Linked DNA regions of Danio rerio: region 2 is linked to region 1. A link is a contact called in public Hi-C data. All regions are on one chromosome and are shown on one strand. The core of a region is the stretch at or near the end of the contact, and the rest is flanking DNA. Distances in the headings are between cores, read along the strand shown.

What was found. Hi-C and Micro-C count contacts between places; a contact is called where the count stands out from the background.
Region 2: a contact with region 1 is called in a Hi-C map of an unstated tissue, with 2.2 times the contacts expected there. The contact joins the promoter of map2k5 here to the enhancer-like site in region 1. A contact is called at or near these places in 3 of 18 Hi-C or Micro-C datasets (embryo and an unstated tissue).

The regions. Positions count from the first base shown.
Region 1 is chr7:33,857,785-33,862,271 of GRCz12tu, reverse strand. It overlaps uacab (uveal autoantigen with coiled-coil domains and ankyrin repeats b), which reads left to right. Exons shown (of 19, transcript XM_005168952.6): 16 at 1-1,646; 17 at 1,760-1,912; 18 at 3,656-3,721; 19 at 4,006-4,487. The coding sequence ends at 4,077. Among named protein-coding and RNA genes, the nearest start is that of uacab, 70 kb to the left of the region's middle. Within about 2 kb of position 1,866, at least 3 of the 62 cell types and tissues checked have an H3K27ac peak or open chromatin away from gene starts, as enhancers often do.
Region 2 is chr7:34,126,733-34,131,350 of GRCz12tu, reverse strand. map2k5 (mitogen-activated protein kinase kinase 5) reads left to right here and starts at 1,563. Exons shown (of 22, transcript NM_001114317.1): 1 at 1,563-1,917; 2 at 2,107-2,155; 3 at 2,374-2,441. The coding sequence starts at 1,786.

The sequences.
Region 1 (4,487 bases), core at 617-3,116:
AGACCGAGAAGAACAAACAGGCTGAGGAGCAAATACGGAAGCTACAGGAGGAGAAAACCTCTCTTTGTGAGAACATTACTAACTTGAGGAGCATGTACATACCTTGTGAACGTTATGAGAGTGAGATGGCTGTACTCACAGAACGCAACACAGAACTAGAAGGAGTTATTAATAGCCTACAAGATCAATACCAGAAGAAAGTCAGTGAACTTGAGGGTTTGGCATCTGAAAAGGCAACACTGAAGCAGAGCTTTGACACAAAGTTTGTCACAAAGGAGGAGTATGAGAGAATGCAGATAGAGCTGGAGGAGGCTTTGGAGAAAGCTAAGATTGAAATCGCAAAGTTGGAAGAGGATTGTAGAGTTCGAGGCGAGGAGTTACAGCAGGCAAAAGAAGGAAATGCAACGTTGAAAGAAGAGTTTGAGAAAGTGCAGGCCAAGTTAGACAATGAATATGTCAGTCTTGTGGAACATGAGATGTTGAAAAGCACAATGAGCACAGCTTTATCAGAAGCAGAGGAAAGAGCTCATGATGCCTACTCAAAGTATCAGTCTGCTCAAGAGAGTGAATCAAAGCTCCACAAGGAAATCGAAGCACAGAAGAAAGAGCTGGACACTATTCAAGAAGCACTGCAGTTGAAGTTTGTGCCAGTGACCACTCTGGAAGAAAAAGAAATGGAGTTCAACACCACTTTAAAGAATTTGGAAGATAAACTCACCAATGTTCAGGAGATGTACAATAACGAAAAGACTGTAGGGAAAAGCCAAAGGCAAGTGAATGAAAAAATGAAAGACGAAATCGAGTCATTGCAGCAGAAACTTCATACAGGGCTTGTGTCTGGCGAGAAGCACAAAGAAGTGGAGGATCACTACAAGGGTCAGGTGGAAGAGCTGAGTCTGAAGTTGGTGGAGTTGGAGCAGCAGTATAAAGAGGTTACAATTCAGAGGGCTGAACTGGAGGAGCAAAATGCATTGTGCAATTCTGAGATACAGAGTCTTCAGCAGAAACTCAATAGTGAGTTCATCCACCTTGAGCAGTTTCAGGCCATGCAGAGTTCTCTGAATGGAAGGCTGCAGGACGCCCAAAAGGAGTGCAAGAGCTTAAGTGAAGCTCACAGACTGGAGGTCCAGCGTGTTCATGAAATCGAGAAACAACTTCAGAGTCAGAGCTGTGAAGAGGCCCAGTTTAGCCAGGTTAAAGACGCTCTAGAGCGTGAGGTCAACGAGCTCCGCTTGGCCCTGCGGGAGGAGGAAGAAACCAGTGCGCAGAGGGCTGAAGATGTTTCCACTCTGCAGACTGAGCTCCTCAGAGCCACACACGCTCTGGACGACCTCCGTAGTCATGAAGAACAGGTGACAGAGCTGAAAGCTGAAAAGCACAAGCTGGAGGAGAAGGTACGCGAACTTGGGGATCGGCTGTCGGGTCTGGATGAGCAGTATGAGGATCTGTACAGGGAAACAGCCCAGGCTAGAGAGGGTGAAAAGAGGGCGATAGCAGAAACCGAGGCCCTGCAAGTCAAGAGCGCCTCCATTGAGAAGGAGATCCGAGATCTGAAAGAGAGATATGAGGAATCCCTCAGCACCATTGGAGAACTGCAGAAGAGGATTCAGGCGTCCTCTGAGCAGACTGAGGTTAAAGACAAAAGGGTGAGATTTTTATTTTATTTTTTAAAATTTATTCTAATTTATTATGTGGAAGAGCCTTTTCTGTAAGTGGCTGATATTTTGTCCGATTATAAGCAAGGTGTTCTCTGTTTCAGATCACAGAGCTGTTGGCAGATGTTGAAAGGCTGAAACAGGCTCTGAATGGCTTATCCCAGCTGGCTTATTCTGGCAATACGCCCAACAAGAGACAGACTCAACACATTGACACTCTCCAAGCCCAGGTCAAGAGCCTCCAGCAGCAGCTGGCTGTGAGTAGCTCTGTGCACATACACATGCCGGTGGATTTGCTCGTAATTGCCCACAAATATGACATGCCATCACCTTGGACTTAAAAAATATACTCCCTTACTGACTGACTTGCATTCATAATGGATTCTAGAGCCTTATGTACAGTGCTCAGCATAATTGAGTAGACCCCATTTTAAAAATGAATATTTTTATCCATTTCTCAGTGAACATAGGCAATGTATTTTTATACATTTAAACAAAACCGATTTATTAAGCATATAAATTTAATAAAATAATATTTTAGTCACCAATTGAAAGAAAACAATGCAATTAAATTCAAGCTAAATATTGCAAAACTAAAATATTACAACCTACAATTTTTCCATTTTTTTTTTGCTTCTCTTAATTTTTCCTCTTTTTTTTATTTGTGTTTAATATTTTTCTATAACATATAAATTTGGGTGTAATAGTTTTTGCATTGTTATTGTAAGTTAGTTTGTTAGATAACCCAAATGTAACCTTATTGTGCAATAAATGTAAAAACTTTGAAGGTACATTGACTCACTCATTCTGGTCTTGCCATAAATTCATCTGTCACCAGAGCATAAATTGGCCATTTTTGGAGACACCTCAGAAATAGGAGATACATTTATGTGGAAGAAATGCGATATGGGATGACAAACAAACAAAACCTTTTTTTTTTTTTTTTTAAATCTGGAATTCAATTCTGTTTTATGTCATTGATGCTGACTTGTAACTCATTATAGGTGGGATTGGTTTGGCATATGTCAAGTTGTGAAGCCTACACATTTCTCTGAAAAATATTTAATTTTTATATATTTATATTTTTGTTTCATTTATGTTATTGTTTTTTTTTCTTATGCTAAAAACAATAAAAAGATATAATAAAAATATATTATTTTGTTAGATAAGCTCTAGATTTGACTTCAGTACTGACTAATCTGATGTATATGCACAAATATAATATTGTATAGAGCTTCCTATTAACAATAAGAAATTTAAATATAGATTTGTGAGGAGTGTACTTGTACTGTATATGCTGAGCACTGTACTGTAAATAACCAAAAAGTAGAAGCAAGGAACTGGGGCTGATAGAATGGCAGCAGGGACTGATTTTTTTCTCAGGTTGCCATCTCAGCAGCCGCAGGATTATACAATTATATATACTTATCTAAAATTTGGTGATCTTTGTATAATGACTATATACTTTATATTTAAACGATACGTAATTCAAATTTTTAAATATAATGTGAAAGTAAAGTTTAGAATAACATCTGTTTTTATACATTTTAAAATGTATATTTTTGATTGTAGCTGAATTTACAGAGGCAATTTTTTTTTATATCAAGTTTTCAAGTTGATCAAGTTTTTAATTCAAGTTTTTGAATGGTAGCATAAAAAAAAATGTGCAGTCTCGATTTAATCCTGTGCATTGTCACCAGTTGCTTGTCTCTTTTGACCTTCCCATAAAACAAAACAACAACTGAACAACAAATGTACTGTAAATTTATATACAACATTATAAATTAAGTTTAGGTGTGAATGTAAAAAGTAGTAGAATAGAATGTGTGGGTTAAGAAGAAAACCTTCTACCTCCCTATTTTAAATTGTGTGCGTGTATTCAAGTAAACGGCTTGAAATGTTGTTGCTGAGAAGTGTATTGTGTTAAACAGATTAACCATCTAACCTTGCAAGACCTTATAATACACTACCTGACGTGTCTTGTTTTTTCATCTAAACAGGACGCTGAGAGGCAACATAGAGAAGTGGTTTCAATTTATCGAACTCATCTTCTCAGTGCAGCACAGGTAATTGTGTTTGAGTGTGCGTCAAGTGTGAAGAATTCTTTTCTTTTCCAGAAGATATTCCTTTTATGTTGCTGTTTTATGTTGCTGCATGTTGCTGCTTTTCAAGGCCATTTATTAAAAGGGTTATAATGGTGTATGATCTTTTTCAACTGTAGATGAAATCGCTAAATGCAAGAAAATACGGTTATAGTATTAGATTGTGACAGTGTTCAATTCATAGCATGTAATTGTATAGAAGATTGTGTAAGATACTGATTGAATGCAGCTCTCTTGTTTTCTTTAAGGGTCACATGGATGAAGACGTCCAAGCTGCCTTATTGCAGATCATTCGAATGAGACAAGGTTTTGTGTGTTGAAGTCAACACACTGAGACTACACTGACTCCAATTCATCATTCACACAGTAACCTCCCATTCAGCTCAGTGCAGTTTGATACTGCTCTGGATATCTTCAGTCATATTCTTCTGGTTGGGTTCGGTGGTGTTTGCTTTAACAATTTGAATCCGGAATGTAGATTATAGCTAAACGTATCCAAAAGCTCATATACTATAAACATGAGAGGCAATGGATATTGATTTAATCTTGAATAAGCACATTGGCTTAAATAAGTATGCCATTGCCACATGCTTTAGAGTAAATGAGAAGTATAGGATGCTGGAAAGTTGTTAACTGCACACTAACAGTGATAGAGTCTCATGTACAGTACTTCTTTATTTCATGTTGAAATAACTTAACTACAGTTTGAAGAACATTCCCTCCCTCCACT
Region 2 (4,618 bases), core at 314-2,813, 270 kb before region 1:
GATCAACACCCACCGAGACTGCATATAACAATGCATTTAGATGTGAAATATTCATTTTAGGTGAAGTTATTATGTTTATCTGAGTTGAAAGAGAGTGTATTTGCACCAGTCTTTTTGATTAACCTGTTGGTGTTGATCGAGATGAATATATTCAATTTAATTCAATTCATCTTTATTTCTATAGCACTTTTACAATATAGATTGTGTCAAAGCAGCTTAGAAGTTCAAGTAAATTGAAACTGTGTCAGTCCAGTTTTTAGAGCTGAAGTTCAATTTAGTTCAGCTTAGTGTGGTTTAAATTTTAGCAGTGAACGTTAAAACAATAAAGAGCAAATCTATTGATGCGCAGCTCCACTAGTCCCAAACAAGGAACAAAACTTCACCAATTGACGAAAGTAAAGGAAAAAACCTCAAGAGAAACCAGGCTCAGGTGGGCATGACCATTTCTCCTCTGGTCAAACTTCTTGTGCAGAGCTGTAGTCTAGGCGCTGGAGGCTTAAGAATTCTGGATTTCCATCACGGAGAAGCTGCAGGTGTGAGTAGGTCACTGGCAGTGTTCAAGTTGGCCCACTGGATCAACTTGTCTGTCACTGGGGTCTTTCAGGAATCAGTCTCATTCTCTCCGCTCCTCCATGACCACCACAGAATCAGCTCAGAATACGGCCTGGTCCAGGATTATGGATAGCTTGGCATAATTTATTCACAGGTCTTGGATCCAGGCCTGGATTAAGAATTCAGAGTTCCCTGGGCACATTGTCTTGTAGGGCCCCTTACCCGGCCGCACCCCAATAGTTGAAAAAAAAAAGAATAATATAATATTTAAAAAAATTAATCTGAGTTTCATCATAAGTTTATTTAAATTTTAAATTGAGATATTTAGCTGATGCTTTTGTCCAAAGTAACTTACAATTGAGGAAGAACAAGAAGATATTTAAAAAAAAATGTTAGAAACCTGTAACCATTGACTTGCATAGTATATATTTCCTATTATGGAAGGTAATGATTACAGGCTTTCTTCAACATATTTTGTGTTCAATAAAAGAAAGAAACTCATAAAGATTTGGAATCCATCGAGGACGAGCAAATAGTGAGTAAATTTAGCTTTTTGGTGAACTAATCCTTTAAATTATGATAAAGCACATTAAGAAATAATATAAATATACCTTTTCTGTATATAATAAGTAATAAAAACATACGTTTATTGCTTTCTATCTAAACAATTAAATTATGTTTAATTATATTTCAGTTCTTGTTTGAATGTGATGTTAAAGTTAACAAAAAATCGTTAACAAAATCTAAAAATTAGTAAAGATTACAAAACGCGTTTGGGAAATAAGCACATTAATATTATCCCAGAAAGCTTGAGTAACAGAACAACCCCAAAACAAATGATTTATAGTTTCAGGAGAGCAACATAACAGCTCCAAAATATTTATCACAACTCGCAAGATTGCTTTCTGAGGCTTTTATGCGCCTCTAGTAGAGGTTCAGCTTCCGGGTAAACGTCGATATACTTCCGCGTAACTTCCTCTGTTTTACTTTCATTGTTGACAGTTTGATAACTACTGATAAAATCTAACACAGTTAACAGGCAGACAGAAAGTCTTTAGCACATCTGGAATGACATGTCGCGAGTTTATTAGACGGAATGTTCGCTGCGTCAGTCGTGTTTTAAATGCGCTCATGCTACGTTAAACTGTTAGCCTCCTAGCCAGCTCTCCAGCTGCTGTTGGTCTGAAAATCCGGTCTAAAAGCCAAGATTATGTTTGTCGGTGTGTTTTTGTTATGCTTTTACTTGTTTTGAGTAACCTGAGCAATATGGAATCTGAGGGAATCGTCATCCGGATAAAGACGCCGGTGGGGGACATGGACTCGCCAGTGGACAGTCCATCACATCTCAACTTCAATGATTTGCTGGTGAGCAGCTGCTTTAATTTAACTCACAGCCAGTTTTCATCTCATATCTTATGACTTTTTAAAGAGGGAAACCATTTGTGGAGCATGCCATTTATTAAAATGTGCTTTTTGCTATGTGTTTTCGAATAGTGGTGCTGATTGACAGCTGTCAGTCAAATGTGTGATTGCTGAGATTCCCTTTTTTGACAGGCCGCGATCAGAGATGCCATGCCTGAAGCCACAGTCACAGCATTTGAGTGTAAGTATTGCTGCTGTATTTTACTTATGTTACTCAAGTTTAAATGCAATCAGTATAGCTAATAGAGTAAAAAGAAATAGGAAAACATAACTTCATTTCTTTGCAATACTGTTGTCCTGAACTAAAGAGTTGTTCATGCAAATGAGTAAATATACAGTGCAGGATAAAAATGCTTGTGGAAATTAGCTTGTAAATAATGGAGTTCGCTTTTATTTCAGATGAGGATGAAGTTGGTGACCGAATCACAGTTCGCAGTGATGACGAGCTCAAAGCCATGCTGTCCTATGTGAGTATGTCTGAAATTTCTGTCAGACTCTTTGTTGAGACTTTTAATTGATCTGTTATGTGGTTTGACTTCTAAAGCAGTTTTAAAAAGCAGACTACCGACTATTAAAAAACTTTGCTTAGAATTGTAAACTTAACTTCACAAATAAGGAAGTTAATGCACTTGTAAAATATTCATATATTTGTAATTATAGTAGTTTCTTAATAAATCAAATATATTTTAACTTTTATGATGAATAAGTCAGTTGTTTTGGATATTGTTATTGTCAACAAGAAATTGTGCAGACATTCATTCATACATTTGCACCTTTTTTTTTAATGCAAATTTTATTATGTCAAGTCAAACTTGTCACAAAATATATGTTTTACTACGAAATCATTTAGGATATCGATAATATAGCAGCATCCATAAAAATTATGCCATCGTTTACTCGCCTTTAACTTATTTGCGTTTTTTTTGTTATGTTGAAGTCCCTTAAAAGCCTCGTTTACATTATGAATGACTTGCAACAGCAAAGCGACAAACGACCGTTCATTTTAACGGAGTGCAAGCTACTTCCAGTGACCTCTGTCTATGCGAGTGACAGTGAACGTTGGTGACCAGGTGTGCATGAGCGATGCAACAAAGTTGAGAATCCTTCAACTTTCTTGAGCGACAGCCAATAGGTGCACCATTAGAGCTCATGTGATCCTATCTCAGCTTGATTGTATTCTCTGTGCTGTAGACCTGCATAGACCTGTTTGCAGCATGTCGCCACCCAGAGCGACAGGCAACTACAAAGTAGCTACTACTGACCATCTCGGCGACCATCTGGGAAACGCCTCTCTGGCAGTATGCTCGGGCATTCTGTCTGAATGGGGAAACTCTTTCTTTCAAATAAATGAATAACTTAAATAAACGTAATTTTCCAAAATGTTTGACACGCACACACGTAGCCTGCTGTACTGTCCCACTAACACATTGATTGAATAAGTGTCACAAAGTGAACACAAAGTGGCGTGTTGAAATGACTGAAAAACACATACTGTGGTAAATACTACACAACACAAACTAAATGAAATGAAATTATAACTGCTCCAGATTAGAATCAACATACAAATCAGCCAGAAAAGTATCAGTAGCATACTTTTATTGGTAATTTTTGGAAATTGCATCCCTTCCATACCTGCCAGTTTCATGCCAGTAATATGGTTTGCTCTTTAAAATGCAGTGAGGTATTGATTGTGAGTGTGTGCATTGAAGAGCCGCGGCATACACTGACGCTATATTTCAGCATCTGTTTTTCTCTTGCACTTGAACCTCATCTTACAGAAGTACAGCGACTTTAACACACATCTTTCTTTCTAAATTAATGTTTTGCATAAAAAAAAACACTTTGAAGCCACTGAAAACAGTAAACACACTACCGGAAGGCGCTGGTCACTATGGTGCCCTCCATGCAGCAATGAAGAAAAAGGTCTATAGTCTTTAGTTAAACACAAATGAGGAATTATTGAAGATTCAGTGGAAACTGAAAACCATTGACCTCCATAGCAATTTCTTCTTCTTACTATGGAAGTCAGTGGATACAGGTTTCCAACATTTTGCAATGTGTCTTCTTTTGTGTTCAACAGAACAATAAAAAACAAAAATACTCTGTAAACTGTTTCGGGAACAAATCAAAGGTGTATAAGTGATGGTACATTATGGAAAGAATTTTCATTTTTGGATGAACTATCCCTTTAAATTGCAATGCCCCCACCTACTATGTTGGAGTGTCAAGCAGATAGTTATTGGTGCTGGATTATTTACAGTTTTATCACGTCTGTTATATCATTGTCTGTATTTATTTATTTATTTATTACACTTCATGGTTATTATCAATACCAAAAGATTACAACAACACTTGTTTATATTGCGTGCAATGTTAAACAAAGCAAAATGCTTCTGGAAGTAGGTGGTCACTGTTGCGCTCTTTTCCAGTCTGTTGTATTAGATTTTTGAACGCTGAAAGTGTTTTTGTTGGAAGGGAAAAGCTATTACAAATCTATTATTCTAGATCTATTCACCCTTGGGGAAAGCGTTCTCATTACTTTGCTGATTGGCAAGGATGACAAGTAGCTACATATTTTCAGTTTTTTTTCTCTCCCCAATTTCTTCATCTCTTTCCGTTTTCTGGCTGCACATCTTGATGTTTC